2 separate regions of the Oryctolagus cuniculus genome follow, and region 1 is linked to region 2. A link is a contact called in public Hi-C data. All regions are on one chromosome and are shown on one strand. Each heading gives the region's core, a stretch centred on a gene start, on an enhancer-like site or on the middle of the called end of the contact. The rest is flanking DNA. Distances are from core to core; before and after follow the strand shown. Region 1 overlaps LOC138845392 (a long non-coding RNA gene). Region 2 overlaps ZCCHC24 (zinc finger CCHC-type containing 24).

Region 1 (2,700 bases), core at 166-2,665, 83 kb after region 2:
TTGTGGGAGCCACAGGGATCAGGGATTGTTCGTCCCAGCAGCACCTGACCTGTCCTGGCTGCAGAGGGCCCCAGAGAACCAGCAAAAGCCCGGTCTCCTCCAACCCTTCTCTAAGGCAGATGGTCCCTAGTTCTTTCAGTTCGGTCTGCAGTACATTGATTTCTCCCCTGATCTTAGTGCTTTTTAAAAAATGTTTTCTCGTGTACTTCAAAGACAGAGAGACATCTTCCATGTGCTGAAGTCAGCAGCCTAGAACTCCATCCGGGTCTCCCACCCCAAACACATGAAGCATCATCTGTTGCCTCCCAGGGTGCACTAGGAGGAAGCTGGATCAGAAGCAGAGTCGCCAGGACTTGAACTGGTGGCCCCTGTGGGATACGGGCGTCTCCAGTGGAGGGGGGCTTCACCTGCTGCACCACAGCGCGGGCTGCCTCACCTGATCTCTTCTTCCAGACCCACTGACGGGCGAGAGCCGACCACAGTCATCTGGGAGCAAATGCCAGCCTGCTGCCTCTTTCTGGTCTTCAGCGATGCAGCCACTGAGTGCTCTGAGCCTGCAGCAGGCGCACAGGGCCAATCCCGCCCCCGGCTTCCACGCTCACCTGCGTAGTTCTGCTTATTTAGAATCTAGATAAAGCGGAGGCTCAAGATGTAGAACTAGCACTGCTACTGACTTACCGGATTGCTACAGGTAAATTACCGAACTCCTCTGGGCCGGTCTTCTCAAGTAGGATCAAAATAATAAAACTAGTTATAAGCATCACATAGGGGCAGGTGTTTGTAGCAGTGGCTAAGCTAAGGCTTCAGATACCCATATCCCGTGCCAGAATGCGAGAGTTTGGCTCTCATCCAGTCTTCTGCTACCATGCACCCCGGGAAGTGGCAGGTGATGGTTGAAATGCTTAGGCCCCTGCCACCCACATGGGAGACCCGGGTGGAGTCCCTGGTCGCTGGCTTCAGCCTGGCCAGCCCCGGCTGTTATGAGCATTTGGGGAGTGAACCAACAGGTGGACGGTCACCTTCTGTGTGCGTCTTTGCCTTTTACATACATAAACAAACAGGGAATAAAGAAACAAGCCACGAGTCACGTAGAGCGAGTGCCAGCGCCTTCCTGGGGTCTCCTGGGCCTGAAGAGCTATTCTTTCCCTGTTGTGACTCACCACCCCCATGTCCTGGAGATTCACAAGCCTGGGGGAGGGGAAGGCATTTCTGGAATGAGGTTCCAGGAGCTCCTGGGCCACTGCTGTGTCCCAGTCTGAGTCTCAGGCCTGCCAGGAGCCCCTCCTAAGCCCCCTCCAGGTCGCAGCTGTCTGCCTCCCCTCCCCCCTCGCAGGGGGCCGCCCCGCAGGGACTGGGGGAAAGGGAAGTGGACGCCAGGCTGCAGATGTGCTGAGCTCAGAGAAGGCTGCTGGGCTAATCCGGGGGCTGCTGGCCAGGCTGGGCCCGAGCCTCAGAAGTAAGCTTTCAAGGGGCCCTGTCCTGCCTGCTGGCCGCCTGTGGCCGGGCTCGAATTTCCAAGGTCCCCAGTTTAGGAACAGCTGCGTGGCCTCCCCTCCCCTGCCTCCATTTTCCCTCCCGTCTTCCCCACTGTGAGTCAAAGAGATAGCGGGGCAGGGCTAGCAAGGGGTCTGGACGGAATCCAGGCGGCTCCAGTCACTCAACCCGGGTCTCTGTGAAGCCTCGGGGAGCTCAGGCACCTGGGGTTCTCCAGCCTTTCAACTCCCAGACACACTTCCTGCTGCTTTCCATCCTGCCAACAACCTCGCTCAGCTCTGATGTTGACTCCTGGCTACCCCTGGGCTCCTCGGCTGCCTGACTCCTCAGGATGCCTTCTACCCAGTGGGGTGTTGGGAGGCCAGGCCTGGGGTGGGGACCTCCTGGTGGGGTGCACCCCTCCAAGGCAGCCTTCCCCCTCCCCCAGGTCCCTAACTGCCCCCTCTCCGACCTCTCTTCCATGTTCCTGCACTATCTCCCACCCCAGGGCTGGGCTGTTGCGTGGAAAGACTGGTTTTATCTTCAACTGTCTTGTGTTTTCTCTTGGGCAACTAAGGAAATGAAGAGCCTGACAGGGTGAGAAACCTGACTTGTTCACGGAAACAGGAAATGGCAAAGCCAGGATTTGAACCCAGCCGGGATGACGTCTGAGCCCCTGCTCTTTCTCCACCCCACCACGTGGCCTGGAAAGGCCCTGAGCAGTCCCCCTGCCCGGGGCAGGCAGGGCAGCCCAGCAACGTGCCCTGACCTGAACACCTCCTGGGCCCCAGGGGAGGCAGACGTGGGCCACTGCAGCAGAACATGATTGGTCATCTCTCGCCTTTCCATGCTGGGTGGACGCGACTCTGGGGAAACAGGTGGGTGCTGGGAACACAAGGCAGCTACTTCATCGGGTGCCCACCAGGGAATCAGGGACCCAAGCCGAGGCGGGGGTTTTCAGAGACTGCATGGGCACTCCCACCAGCTGTGTGGGATCTCAAGATCATCTTACAGAGTCCCTACCATGTGATTATAAACCAAGCCCCAAACATCGAGTAGGGGTTACCCCTTACTCCAAAGGAGCTCGCCTTTACATGGTGGGCTTCCAGGACTGGGGAGCACGCCTGGGGCCCTGGGGCCTCCTGGGACTGCAGTCTGACACCATGTGGTCCTCCACCACGCTAGGTTTTCAGCATGGTGTGATGAAGGAGCGTTAGATGGGGAACG
Region 2 (2,700 bases), core at 99-2,598:
CTGCCGGCCAGGGCCCGAGGATGCGGCACCTGGCCTCCGGCACCTGCTGGTGGCCTCCACGTGCCAGCTCCACAGTGGCTGTCCAGCCAGGCACCACACACCGGGAGGGCCGGGCTCTGACACCCCACCATGTGGGAGGTGACTCAGCTCCCAGACGCCAGCATCACATCCTGGCTCTGCCTGTGAGTACCTGGGGGGCCCTTGGGAAATCGTGCAGCATTTGTGTACCTTGATGATGTCACAGGGCTGCCAGCCGCGGCTGCTGGGCGGCCGTGATGCAGTCGTGTGTGTGTGTGTGTGTGTGTGTGTGTGTGTGTGTGTGTAGATCCTGGCTTGGGGTCTCCCACAGAGCCAGTGCTCAGCAGCCAGCAAAGCCTTCCCAGGGCCTGTCCAGGGAGAGGGAGTGCAGGAGACCAGGGTGACACAGAGACTCGGGCTGGGACCAACAGGCCCATGGTGTAAAGGGAAGATTCCAGAGATAGGAGGGAGGCCTGTGCGGGGCAGGGAGGGTGCTCTCTATCCCTGGATTGGGAAGGTGACAAAGGATGGAACAGTATCAGCTGCCTCATTTTCTGAGATTCTCACGGAAAGACCTGGGGTGGGAAAAAGGCCACAGAAGCTCTGAAGATGCTGCTGGCAGGAGACAAGGGAAGACGAGAAGGGGCATCTGTCTCCATGCTGGCTTCGTGCCCACGGCTCCATGGTCCCCATTCTAGTCTCTCCAGAACCCTGTGCACTAGGGGATGGCAGCAACCCATTTAAGAGATGGCGAAACTGAGGCACAAGGAAGGGGCAGGACCTCCCAAAGAGCTTGCACATGTGAGGCACAAGAGACGAGGTCCAGGAGGTTCTTTCTCAAGGGCACACTGGGCTCACCCTTCCCTCTCTCAACCCCAAGCGTGTCTGCTTCATGAAGCCGTGGCCAGCGCTTGGGAAGACAGACACCGCCCACCCCCACCCCCGAACACCCCCATCCTGCCCCAGCAGGAATTTTATGAGAGAATTCCTAAGGCCTCCTGCTTAGCCCAGCCCAGGGGCAGGCACTGGCTGGGCTCCCCTGCGGGTCAGGGGCAAACAGGCAGGGGATGGAGGCGCGACTGGCCAGTGGGCAGCTCGCAGCCACTCCCTGGGAGGGCTCAGGGAGGGCAGCGCTGACGAGAGCAGGGATTCCCACCAGGACACAGGCGCCTCTGCCTCCTCCCAGCGAGGCTTAGCGTCTTCTCATAAACTTGAGCATGGAACAGGCGGTAACTGCCGAGGGCTCCGCGGGGGCCGCCGCCCGCCCGGGCTGGGAAGGCTGCCAGGCCCCAGCAGGCTCGCCTCCCCCTGGCCCCTGCCACGTACCCCTCTGGGAACCACTTCTGCCAGCAGCCCAGGCACAGCTCCCTGGGGCTCGGGAACCACCCCTGGCAGCACAGACAGGCCCCCTGGGGACACACAGTGAATCTGGGACAGGGACAGGTCCTCTGACCCCCCCCCAGAGGGGCTAGAAGCACCTTAGGAAGGGGGCCTGGGAAGGAGAAGGCCGGCTGGGGGTGGGGGTGGGGGTGGGAAGGGAGACCCAAGCTGAGGAGCAGAGGGGAGGAGCTGTCCAGACAAGACGCCTGCTTGGGGAGAGGGGCTCAGGCTGCTGACTCCATCTGGACACTGCTTCCCACTGGTCCCTAAGCTCTCTCCAGGGGGGCTTGGAGGTGGTGAGCTCCCCGTCACTGGAGGCATGGAAGACAGGGTGAACGATGATCAGGGAGGCTGCTGAGGGGACCTTGGCCTTGGCCAGACGGTTGCACTTGGTGACTGTGGGTGCCCTTCCAATCCTTGCAGCTGGTTTGGGAGGGGCTGCTGGGGTGGGGGCTACAAAGGCATGTCTCCCTGTTGTATTTCCACAGGACGACTGGACACAGCACTCTCAGACTTCAGAAACGTCCACCCCTCCGGGTGGGTGACTGTCCTCAGAGACCCGACCCCTGCAGGGTTTGAAGCGTTCATACCCCACAGCATGATTTAGGACAGCAGCAACCCAGAAGCAGCCGAGGGGTTAGCAGCAATGTCCTCAATCCCTATGTTATGCCCACTGGATGAAAGATAATGCAGCCATCAAAACAGTGATGGTGATCTGTGTTAAACATTTGGGAAAACATTTCAGGGGTGGCGGGGGGGCAGGACAAGTGACCCAAGATGGCCGTGCCAACACCTGTGAAAGGGAGAAACCAGCCAGGAGGGTTAAGGGGTTGCCTCTGGGAGACGGAGCAGCTGTCGATTTTGTTTCTACGTCTATGTTCTGTCCTAATTGATGGCTGTTTTTAAACGGGAGGTATGGGGGCTGACGCTCTGGCACTGACATTCCGTATGAGCACCAGTTTGAGTCCCGGCTGCTCCACTTCCAGTCCAGCTCCCTGCTAATGTGCCTGGGAAAGCAGTGGAGGATGGCCCAAGTACATGGGCCCCTGCTAACCACATGGGTGACCTGATAGAGTTTACACTCCTGGCTTCGCCTGGCCCAGCCCTGGCCATTGCAGCCAAATGGGAAGTGTAGAGTGTATGGAAGATCTCTGTCTCTCTCTCTGGAACGCTGCCTTTCAAATAAAGAGGAGGTATGGCTTGGATAAAGAGAATAGTTACCTGCCAACTTCCTGGCCTGCAGGCCTCTCTTGCCCACTAGGGGGTGCCCTGTGCTTTCCCAAGAAGGTGAGAACTTGCGTG

Evidence for each region. Hi-C and Micro-C count contacts between places; a contact is called where the count stands out from the background.
Region 1: a Hi-C map of an unstated tissue shows a contact between it and region 2, with 5 times the contacts expected there. The contact joins two enhancer-like sites. A contact is called at or near these places in 3 of 6 Hi-C or Micro-C datasets (ear pinna, psoas muscle and an unstated tissue).

What each region holds. Positions count from the first base shown.
Region 1 is chr15:70,189,431-70,192,130 of mOryCun1.1, forward strand. All of the region lies in intron 1 of LOC138845392 (a long non-coding RNA gene), which reads right to left. Among named protein-coding and RNA genes, the nearest start is that of ANXA11, 37 kb to the right of the region's middle. Within about 2 kb of position 1,416, at least 1 of the 8 cell types and tissues checked has an H3K27ac peak or open chromatin away from gene starts, as enhancers often do.
Region 2 is chr15:70,106,948-70,109,647 of mOryCun1.1, forward strand. All of the region lies in intron 2 of ZCCHC24 (zinc finger CCHC-type containing 24), which reads right to left. Among named protein-coding and RNA genes, the nearest start is that of PPIF, 28 kb to the left of the region's middle. Within about 2 kb of position 1,349, at least 1 of the 8 cell types and tissues checked has an H3K27ac peak or open chromatin away from gene starts, as enhancers often do.